2 separate regions of the Anser cygnoides genome follow, and region 2 is linked to region 1. Evidence: chromatin contacts called from public Hi-C data. All regions are on one chromosome and are shown on one strand. The core of a region is the stretch at or near the end of the contact, and the rest is flanking DNA. Distances in the headings are between cores, read along the strand shown.

Region 1 (5,233 bases), core at 2,643-5,142:
TCCTCCAGGCAGCCTTCCAGCCACTCTTCCCCCAGCCTGTAGCGTTGCATGTGGTTGTTGTGCCCCAGGTGCAGGACCTGGCACTTAGATTTGTTGAACCTCACAGAGTTGGCCTCATCAGTCCAGCCTATCCAGATCCCACTGTAGAGCCCTCCTACTCTTGAGCAGATCACCACTCACTCCTAACTTGGTGTTGTTTACAAACTTACTGAGGGTGCACTTGACCCTCTCACCAAGATCAGTGATAAGGATTTTGAAGAGAACTGGCCCCAAAACTAAGCCCTGGGGTCACCACTTGTGTCCGGCCTCCAGATGGATTTAACTCCATTCACCGTGATACTTTGGGCCCAGTTACACAGCCAGTTTTTAGTCCAACAAAGCATACACCTCTCCAAGCCTTGAGCAGCCAGTTTCTTCAGCACAAGGCTGCGGGAAACGGTGTCAAAAGCCTTTCTGAGTATAGGTAGACCACATCTACAACCTTTCCCTCATCCACTGAGCACCTCACCCTGTCGTACAAGGAGATCAACTTTCTCAAGCAGGACTTGCCTTTCATAAGCCCATGCTGACTAGGCCTGATCACCTGGTTGTTCAGTAAGTGCTGTGTGACGACGGTACGCAGGATAATCTGCTCCATGAGCTGCCCCCACACCAAGGTCAGACTGACAGGCCTATAGTTTCCTGGATCCTCCTTCCAGCCCTTCTTGTAGATGGGTGTCACATTTGCTAGCTGTTAACCGACTGGGACCTCCGCTGATAGCCAGGACTGCTGATAAATGATGGAAAGCATCTTGGTGAGCATTTCCGCCAGCTCCCTCAGAACCCTTGGGTGGATCCCGTCTGGCTCCATAGACTTGCATACATCTAAATGGAGTAGTAGGTCGCTAACCATTTCCTCATTGGTTTCTGCTCCCCGTCCCTATCTACCAGCTCAGGGGACTGCATACCCAGAGAACAACTGGTCTTGCTGCTAAAGACTGAGGCAAAGAAGGCATTAAGTACCTCAGCCTCTTTCTCATCTCTTGTCACTATGTTCTCCCCACATCCAATAAAGGATAGAGATTCTCCTTAGTCCTCCTTTGCTTGTTCATGTATTTATAAAAATATTTTTATCGTCTTTAACAGCATTAGCCAGATTAAGCTCAAGCTGGGCTTTGGCCCTTCTAATTTTCTCCCTGCACAGCCTCCCGACATCTTTGTAGCAGCCCACCCCTTCTTTCAAAGGTCATAAGCCCTCTTTTTTTTCCTGAGCTCTAGCCACAGCTCTCTGTTCAGACAGGATGGTCTTCTTCCACACTGGCTCGTCTTTTAGCATGTGGCGATGGCCTGCTCCTGTGACTTTCAGATTTCCTCTTGAAGACTGTCCAGCCTTCCTGGACTCCTTTACCCTTCAGGACTGCCTCCCAAGGGACTCCACCAACTAGTCCCCTTAACAGGCCAACGTCTGCCCTCCAGAAGTCCAGGGTGGCAGTTCTGCTAACCCCCCTCCTTACTTTTCCAAGAATCAAAAACTCTTATTAATTCGTGATCACCGTGTGCGAGACAGACTCCAACCTTCACATCAAGCAGAAATCCATCTCTATTTGAGAGCAAAAGGTCCAGCGGGCACAGTCCCTCGTAGGCTCACACACTAGCTGTCAGGAAGTTATCTTTCACACACTTTAGAAACCTCCTAGACTGTTTCCTCTCTGCTGTGGTCTATTTCCAGCAGATATCTGGTAAGTTGAAGCCCCCCATGAGAACAAGGGCTAGCAACTGCAAGGCTTCTCCCACTTGTTTGTAGAATATTTCATCTGTCTCTTCATCCTGGTTAGGCAGTCTATAACAGACGCCCACCATGACATCTGCCTCATTGGCCTTTCCCCTGGTTCTTACCCATAAACACTCACCACTGTTCAGCTCTAGACAATGAAAACACTCCCTAGCATACAGGGCTACCCCACTGCCTCTCCTTCCTAGCCTATCCCTTCTGAGGAGTTTGTAGCCATTCATTGCAGTGATCTAATTGTGCAAGCAATGTTTCTGTGATGACAAGTATGTCATAGTTTTACTGCTGCACAATGGCTTTCCAGCTCCTTCTGATTGTTGCCCACACTGCGTGCATTGGTGTAGATGCAGTTCAGTTGGGCTAGTGATCCCATCATCTTTTTGCAGTGAGATGCCCTAATTCCTGCATGACCATTCCCAGTCATTTTTGTCATTTCTAACCCGCCAATGTTCCTTGTGCCTTTGGTGCCACATGGCTCTCCATCCCCTACCTCAACAGGGGCAGAAGACCGATGGACCTTGCTAACACATCATCCCTTAACAATTGTTCTGCTACCCCCGGCTTGTCTCTGTCCAGCCTGATTTTATCCCTTTCCCCCTTCAAATCTAGTTTAAAGCCCTATTAATGAGTAGTGCTAACTTCCGAGCAAAGATCCTTTTCCCCCTTAGAGACAGGTGAACCCCATCCATTGCCAGCAGGCCTGGTGTCTTGTAAAATGACCCATGATCAAAAAAAACAAAGTCCTGCTCATGACACCAGGTTTGGAGCCAGATATTGATTTGCTGGCTCTCCCTGTTCTTCGCCTCGCCAATCTCTGCAACTGGAGGTATTGAGAAAAACACCACCTGTGCTCCTGACCCCTTAACTAGTTGTACCAAGGCCCTGAAGTCTCTCTTGATTGCTCTCGGACTTCATCTTGAAGCTTCATCATTGCCTACCTGAAAAATCAGTAACAGGTAATTGTCCAAGGGATAAACCAGGGCAGGAAGCTTTCTCTTCACGTCCCAAATCTGGGCCCCGTAGAGGCAGCAGTGGGAAGAATCCAGAAGCTGCCCCATGTTAGATAGTTTCAGCCGGCTCCAAAGGGACCTGACACTGCCCAGAGCTGAGCCAATAAGCGATGCTGTTTGCGCCTCTGTGAGAGCATATTTAAGAAAGGGGAAAGAAAAAAAAAAAGAAAAAGAAAAAAAAAACAACCTACTACACAACAGCAGCTGGGAGAGTGAGGAATGAGAAACAGCCTTGCAGATACCAAGGTCAGCTAAGAAGGAGAGGGAGGAGGTGCTCCAGGCAGGCAGCAGCAGTTCCCCTGCGGCCTGTGGAGAGGCCCCTGGTGGAGCAGGCTGTCCCCCTGCAGCCCATGGGTCCCACACGGAGCAGATCTCCACGCTGCAGCCCGTGGAGGAGCCCCCGGTGGAGCAGGTGGATGTGGCCTGGAGGAGGCTGCGGCCCATGGAGAGCCCCCGCAGGAGCAGGCCCCGGGCCGGAGCTGCAGCCCGTGGAGAGGAGCCCCCGCAGGAGCAGGGGTCTGGGGGGAGCTGCCGCCCATGGGGGACCCGTGCTGGAGCAGTTTGCTCCTGGGGATGGACCCCGTGGTACGGAGCCGTGTGGGAGCAGTTCTTGAAGAGCTGCTGGCTGTGGGCAGCCCCCGCAGGCTCAGTTCGGGAAGGACGGCATCCCGTGGGAGGGACCCCACGGGGAGCAGGGGCAGAGTCTGATGGTGAAGGAGCGGCAGAGAAGTGCTATAGACTGCCCGCAACCCCCATTCCCCTGCGCTGCTCGGGGGGAGGAGGTGCAAGAGAATGGATGGGGGGAAGGTGGTTTTGCTGGCCTAAGAGTAGGGCACAGTGTGCAGCCTGACACCTGGGGGCAGCGTGTTCGCCCCGGAGCTCTGGCTGGGAGGCTGCGATGCTTGTGGAGGGTGCCAAGCTCCGAGAAGCCATGGCTGGATACCACGGCTCCCGATCGAGATGCCCAAACTTCTGGACTCTCCCGGCCCGAACTGCTGCGCCGGGCCCCCTACGCTCGTCCTGGTCTCCCCATGTTCCGAGGGGCCGCCCCTGCAGGAGGGGGCGGGAGGGGGCCGCCCCCGGTCCCGCCCAGCCCCGTCAGCCGCTCTCGCGAGGGCGGCCGGAGCGGGGTGGCTGCCTGGGCCGCCGGACCTCTCGCGCGCCGTCACGGAGAGAAAGCAGGGGGCTTGTGTCCGCTCCCAGGCGCTGTCAGCGGTGTCCCGGCAGTTCAGAAAGGGGGGTGTTTCTTAAAAGAACTCCCAACTTTACAAAAGCAGAATTTGTACAGAATAGCTCGCGTACATCAAATTTAAACTGACTGATCTTCTTGCTCCCTCCTTATCCCACCACTGAAATAAACTAGATAGTTTCTGTTTCTTCGCAATGGAGAAGAGAGCTAAGCCTAAAATAAGGGAAGTTAGCTCATACTCAAATCTCTCGTTCAGGAGGGGAATTTCTCTTTCAAGCTCTATGAAGCCTATGCTTATTTTGGAGCCTATGCTCATTCCTCTGCCTGCTGCAATAGCAGACAGATGTACAGTGGTTGCATAACTACAAGACAGACTTTTGTGACCGTTTTTTCCAAGGCCTTCCCGCTTCTTTTGTAACACTCATTGCTGTGATTCTCATGTGGAGAAGTTTTAGCAAATGAAACTTGGTGAACTTCTAAGATTCAGTTTTAAATAGTCCCCATAAAATGACACAACACAAGCAAATCGAAACACACCAGACAGAGATTGTATTTTGAAATCACACTGCTGAGTTTATGACTTCAGAGACCATCTGAAGCTAAGTTATCAGGCTGACATAATGCATGCTAGGAGTAAGTTACAGTACGAGCAGCAAGCATGTCAAAGATACATTGCACTTAGTGTTTTAACAATCTTCAAGAGGATTTTTCATCCACATTCCAGTAACTTATGTGAGTGAACATAACCAAGAAAGTAAAGCACTTTGGCCTATTAGAGGAGGGTCTTTTACCATTGGCTCAGCAACCAGGCAACCACTGACCTTTAACAATTCATTCATATTTCTGCCTCGGGATAAATTGTGTGTATACACACGCATACTTGTACCATTTAACCAGATTACACAAAAGTTGTTCCCCAAAGGAAACAAGATAAAAACACCTCATTGTTTGCAAACGTGGCCACAGAAACCTCAAGTGTGCACATCATGCAGTCTTAACTCTTGTGCCCTGCAGAACTTTATTAAATATTGCTCTGTAATTTATAGGTATAGAAAAGGAAGGGAGATCTCATGTTCAGCACTTTGTAACGGCATACCTGAAAATAAACTTAAGAAGGAGAATGCTCTTGTTCTAAGGAAAGTTACTTTCTTTTCCTTGGATAGGATCCCAGGGTAAGGTTTAATCAGCAGTACAAATGCTAGTATCCTAGCACTATTATGCTCAGGTACTTCCAACAGCAGAGACTGATGAATAGAGGTTAATTCT
Region 2 (5,864 bases), core at 3,080-5,579, 160 kb before region 1:
TGTTGCCACGTAACACACTCAGGAACTTCCATTTCTATACATTGTGGATACCACCACCAGCACTGAAACTCTCCCAGTCTCTCTCCAGAATGCATATGAAACATGATGAATTGTTATAGCATTGAAATATAAATGTTTGATCTCGTCGAACTAGTTTTAAACACTTGAATAACAATTACTGTCATCTTCTCTGGATAGAGCTTAAATAACGTTAACTATTACTTAACAGATAGTTTCTCATTTAACGTTGTTTATTCCACAATAGTATTTTTGGAATATCATAGTCATTTCAACACTGTCCCTTTCACAAGACACAAAAGGTAACATCTATAGATTTAGGAAAATGTGTCAAACATTTAAACCATGTATATGCAGCTTGTGTCCAAAAACCCCATGACGTTTGAGAAAAAAAATAAAAAAAAGGAAGAAGAAAAATTTCAGAACTCAAAGAAACAAAAGGAAAGCTTACTAGTATATATATTTGATCAATCAACCAAGTAATGCAACTTAACAGATTTAAAAATTAATACCCACAACAAATAACAGACTCTGCAGACAGATGACTTGGAAATCACTCCTGTGTACAAGTATGTCTCGGACAGCAGAGCATAACGAGGAACAGACAAAGCAGAGGCACTTCAAGTGAGCTTCTCACCATAGCTTCAACCTATGGGACAATTTAGGATGACATACAACAGGGTCATCCTGTTCAACCCACAGATCGATAAAACTCTGGCTTTTCTCAAGAAAGGTACTGTGAAAACTCCCACAAAGCAGTTTTTCCAGTGCCCCTTTCACAGGCCTTACCATAGTCATGAAGGCTGAAATAAGACTCTGGGAAGAATTATGTTAGCATTGCATAAATTCCAGATGCTGTTGTCTATACAGAAATTTAGAAAGACTTGCATAACTCTGTCTCCTATTACCATGAAACATGGAAATTCAATCCAATCGGAGGGTTAACAATTCAACAAGAAAAAAAATGAAGTCCTTAAGTTAACTTTTAATAGAGCACAGTTTAATGATTGCCCCACATATTAAAAAAATCAATTACCAGAACAATATCCAAATCAATAGTGATTTCCTTCTCCGGAACCATTTATCTTCTATGAAATTCAAGATTTTCATAGAAGACTCTTAATGATCAAGATTTCAAGACAGCTTCAGACTTAAACCAAACTAATCCATTTTAATAATGTAGAAACTGTTTTACAATCACTGTTACAAATTTAAATAAAACATAACCTCTTTAAAGATAGTAAGACAAAACTTGAGCTAAATGCTGTGGTGGAGAAAGGACAAGCAAATATATGTCCAGCTGAAACAAAATGACATTATTTTTGATTGTACAAAAATACAGAATACACGCAGAGAACATTGTTTCATGAAATATGTAACATAAAGTCCTTTCAGCTTATGGCTGAACATGAAAATTTGCCTCCTGCCTCCAGTCCCTTTTAAATTTCATCAAGTTTTGCAGTATATAAAGGATAAACTTCTCACTCAGCTTTGTTATTTTGCCAGATTCCCACTTTGACTCCTGTCAGAGCTCAATAATCTAGACAGCACATGGTCAGTACGTGAAGCTGGTAAGCAACCAGGAGTTTGTCCTGTTTGGATAGGAAATACCAGCAGATAACATGCTGCTAGTCTCCTGTCTCCCTGCAAAAAGGTGTTGGTGAATTCACTGGCATCTCCTTCCTCAACCACCCCCTTCTGCAAATTGATTCCTGCACTCTGACTGTTTAGTCAAGCAAGGAAATAACTTGTAATTAATCCAAAGAGAAACTATACCATAATGTTCCAACTAAAAGGTACCTCCTCATCTACACACAGGAACGCAGTACTGATCAGTGAGCTGCATTATCTTCTGAAAATAAACCTACGCTACTTGTAAGATTAAAACAAACAATCATTCCAACTTTTATGTATTCAACACCAATTATGTCCAAAGGTTCAGATCCCTATCTCTACAGGAACACTGTTTCAAAGGGATTCAGTAGAACAAAAGCTGATTGAGTGGTGTCTGTGATAACTTCAGTGTCTTAACCTTTCTCAAATGTAGTAGGAAGTATTATTGCAGTCATAAAAATCTCTTTGTTCTCAAAAAAAATGTCCCATGTTTAACAATGATGCATAAGCAAAGTATTGTTTTTCCTTACTTAGAATGGGAAGTAGTCTAGGATTCAGACACTTGATAACCCAACAGCCTAACAAGCAAATTAAAAGATCTGAACTCTACCCCAAATCCGCATAGGCCATTAAATCTTTCTGCACAAGACAGAGCAGCTTCATACATCTGGACACTTTGGCTTCTTGGCCCTTCTACACTGTGCCAATTATGGGTGGTATACCTCTTGCAAAACTCAGTCATATCTGTACACCCATACAGAAATTTCATAATGATGCTACTGTCAGGCACACATCCTGGAAGTTACATGACTGATAAATATTTCTGGAGTGAAATGAACATGGCATAAATTGACCAAAAAATTACAGTGCTGCTAAATGCAATTACAATTCCATTTTTAACTTTAGCTTACAAATTAGTTTAACTAAATGTAGTTTAGCTAAAACATTTGAATTCAAACTCAATTTTAAACTAAAAAACTCATTTTTTTAACTGTAGTTCAATTAAAAACTGTCACTTCAGGTCTTTCAGATGGACTGGGTTTGCTCTCCCATGGAACATAACAGAGTGAATGGAAACATCTGGAATAGTTCAATGCTTTTTAAAATTATTATTTAATAAAGTAAGCAAAAAAAAAAAGATTTATTTCCTTCTCCTCCTCTGTCTGAAGCATGTAGCTATGCTGTAGCATGATTTATGAAACCATAATTTGAATCATTTTCAAAGATTTATTTTTGATAAAGTAATAACCTCTGAAGATATTGCAGATGTTTAGCCACCTTGTTATTCTTAATTTTCCATGTCATCTAGAGATGTAGGGATTTTTTTGAGGGCGGGAAGGAAGATGGCTTTGTCTACTTTAATGAAATATTTATTGAGCTGAAAAACCATCTAGTCTCCTGCAAAATGTAAGACTGTAACAACCGTATATCTGCATTGCACCCACCGCATTAAGGACCTGAGGAAGTTTTAAGGCAATATATTCAAAGAAAATTTTAACTCACGCATGTAAAAGATGATTAGAATTAGCTAAGAGAAACAACAGAATTTTGACCTTATGGAAAAGACAGTCCCTCCCTTACTCATGCTCACTTACATAGACATTTATCTCTTAATCATGGTGATGGAAACAGGCTACATTTTTCTGAAAAGTAAAAGTAAAAACATATTATTAATGGCATTACCCAAACGCCTGTTGAACACTGATGGAAATGGGGTATCAACCACCTCTCTAGGAAGCCTGTTCCACTGAGGTGTTCTCAGCCTCTCCTCATAGGACATGCTTCCAAGATTTTCTAAAGCAACAAATCATGCCATTTTAAGAGGGAGATGGGAATGAGACATGGTTGAAAGTAGTGGTAGGTTTTACTGAAAATGGGTAAAAAGTTTTCTGTTTTCTGCTTTTACAGTTTGCTAGGTACGATCAAAACATTGTTTTAGCTTTCCTTCCCTACATCTCAGGGACAATACTTGTGATAAAAGATGGCTGGTTAGAGGAAGCAAGTCTTACAAGTGATCTCTAACAGCAGATTAAGATCATACATTACTAGGCATGAAAGAATATGCATAGAGTGAAGTAAAGAGAGAACATAGAGAGTCCATACTTTCCCGAAACTGAAAATGAAGAACTACTGCAGCACTGTGTTACTAGTACATGGTATCTTCATTTACTACCAGAAACCCCACCAAACTCATCTTAATGTAACTCAGCTCATGTAAAAGCAAAAATTAGAATTTCTTTCATATACAGAGCACTGATTCACCTCTGACAAGCTATGCACATAGCACTGAGTGAAAAAGCTCAACCACTGTTCTGCATGGTTCATTAAGACACATCTTACAACATTAAATAAACAAACAAGGATCATTATCTACTTCCTCCTGTTCTCAAAAACAATGAGTACTTAAGCCAAGACTTCATTTTGGACAGAGTCCAGAACACCATTACAAGAGCAGTCAGTACTTTGCACAATTTTATTTATAGTTATGTGCCACAGTTTGACAGTTCATTCAAATGCCAAAAGTGCATACATCAATTACATAAAAAATAGCTGCACATGCAGGTCCATATACAATCATATATATCCAGCTGTAAAAACTGGGCCAAATGTGCCAGTGGAACCAGCAGCAATTTTACCAAAAAGATTTCTAAAGAAGGGATTATGAAAAACACTTCAGGGAATGACAACTGTGTTGAAGAACTTTGCTCAGTCAAGTTTAAGGAAATAGTTCACTTTCATTTTTATTTTTTTTTAAATAGTGAACATTCTGTAACACATACTGCATAAAGACAAACTTGTTAAGGATACATGTGTATAAAAGCCCCTGCGAAGAAGTGTGAAAGGAGTGGTAGCTGCTTATCTGCTGTTTCTGCAAACAGTGCAGAAACATACAAGTGAACAGAGAGGTATGAACGTGCAACAGTGTACATTCTCAGACTTCACACACATTTATTTGCAGGGCATTGAAAATAGGTACATGAATTTGTAAGGCATGGATTCTCTGAACGCTCACACTAGAAGGGTATAAAGGAAGACCTGGGAAACTACAGGCCAGTCAGTCTCGCCCCTGTGCCTGGCAAGATCATGAAGCAGATTCTCCTGGAAACTATGCTAAGGCACATGGAAAATAAGTTGGTGATTGGTAAAAGCCAGCATGGTTTCACTAAGGGCAGATCATGCCTGACAAATCTGGTGGCCTTCTACGACAGAGTTATAGCATGAGAAACTGGCATCATCTACCTGGATTGTGCAAAACATTTGACACTGCCCCCCACGATATCCTTGTCTCTAAACTGGAGAGACATGGATTTGATGGACGGACCACTCGGTGGGTACGGAATTGACTGGATGATCTCACTCAAAGAGCTGCGGTCAATAGCTCAATGTCCAAGTGGAGATCGGTGACGAGTGGTGTTGTTCCTCATCAGTCAGTTTTGGGACTGGCACTGTTTAACATCTTTGTGGGTGAAATGGACAATGGGATTGAGTGCACCCTCAGCAAGTTCACTGATGATACCAGGCTGTGTGGTGCAGTTGACACACTGGAGGGAAGGGATGCCATCCAGCAGGACCTTGACAGGCTTGATAGGAGGGTCTGTGTGAACTTTAAGAAGTTGTACCAGGCCAAGTGCAAGGTCCTGCATGTGGGCTGGGGCAATCCCAAGCAGAAATACAGGCGAAATACAGCAGAAATGCTGGGGAAATCCCAAGCAGAAATGTGTGCTTGCAGCCAAGGAAGCCAACTGTATCCTGGACTGCATCACAAAAAGCGTGGCAGGCACGCCGAGGGAAGTGATTCTCCCCCTCTACTCTGTTCTTGTGAGACCCCACTTGGAGGACTGCATTCAGCTCTGGGGCCCCCAGCACAAGAAGGACATGGACATACTAGAACGAGTCCAGAGGACAGCCACAAAGATGATCAAGGGACTAGAGCACCTCTTCTATGAAGAGAGGCTGAGAGAGTTGGGGTTGTTCACCTTGGAGAAGAGAAGTCTCCAGGGAGACCTTATAGCGGCCTCAAGGGGGCCTACAGGAAAGCAGAAGAGGGACTCTTCGTCGGGGGGTGTAGTGATAGGACAAGGAGTAATGCTTTTAAACTAAAAGAGGGTAGATTTAGATTAGATATTCCAAAGAAATTATTCACTCAGAGGGTGGTGAGGCAATGGAACAGGTTGCCCAGAGAAGTTGCAGATGCCCCATCCCTGGAAGCATTTAAGGCCAGGCTGGATGGT

Evidence for each region. A called contact is a pair of places that touch in the nucleus more often than the background predicts.
Region 2: a contact with region 1 is called in a Hi-C map of liver, with 1.9 times the contacts expected there. The contact joins two enhancer-like sites. A contact is called at or near these places in 5 of 7 Hi-C or Micro-C datasets (fetal liver, granulosa cells and liver).

Annotation. Positions count from the first base shown.
Region 1 is chr2:55,250,005-55,255,237 of Taihu_goose_T2T_genome, reverse strand. All of the region lies in intron 1 of TNS3 (tensin 3), which reads right to left. Among named protein-coding and RNA genes, the nearest start is that of TNS3, 25 kb to the right of the region's middle. Within about 2 kb of position 3,892, at least 1 of the 3 cell types and tissues checked has open chromatin away from gene starts, as enhancers often do. A contact at or near this core is called in liver, where this site is marked.
Region 2 is chr2:55,413,091-55,418,954 of Taihu_goose_T2T_genome, reverse strand. The region is part of intron 17 of TNS3 (tensin 3); the gene reads right to left. Among named protein-coding and RNA genes, the nearest start is that of TNS3, 190 kb to the right of the region's middle. Within about 2 kb of position 4,329, at least 1 of the 3 cell types and tissues checked has open chromatin away from gene starts, as enhancers often do. A contact at or near this core is called in liver, where this site is marked.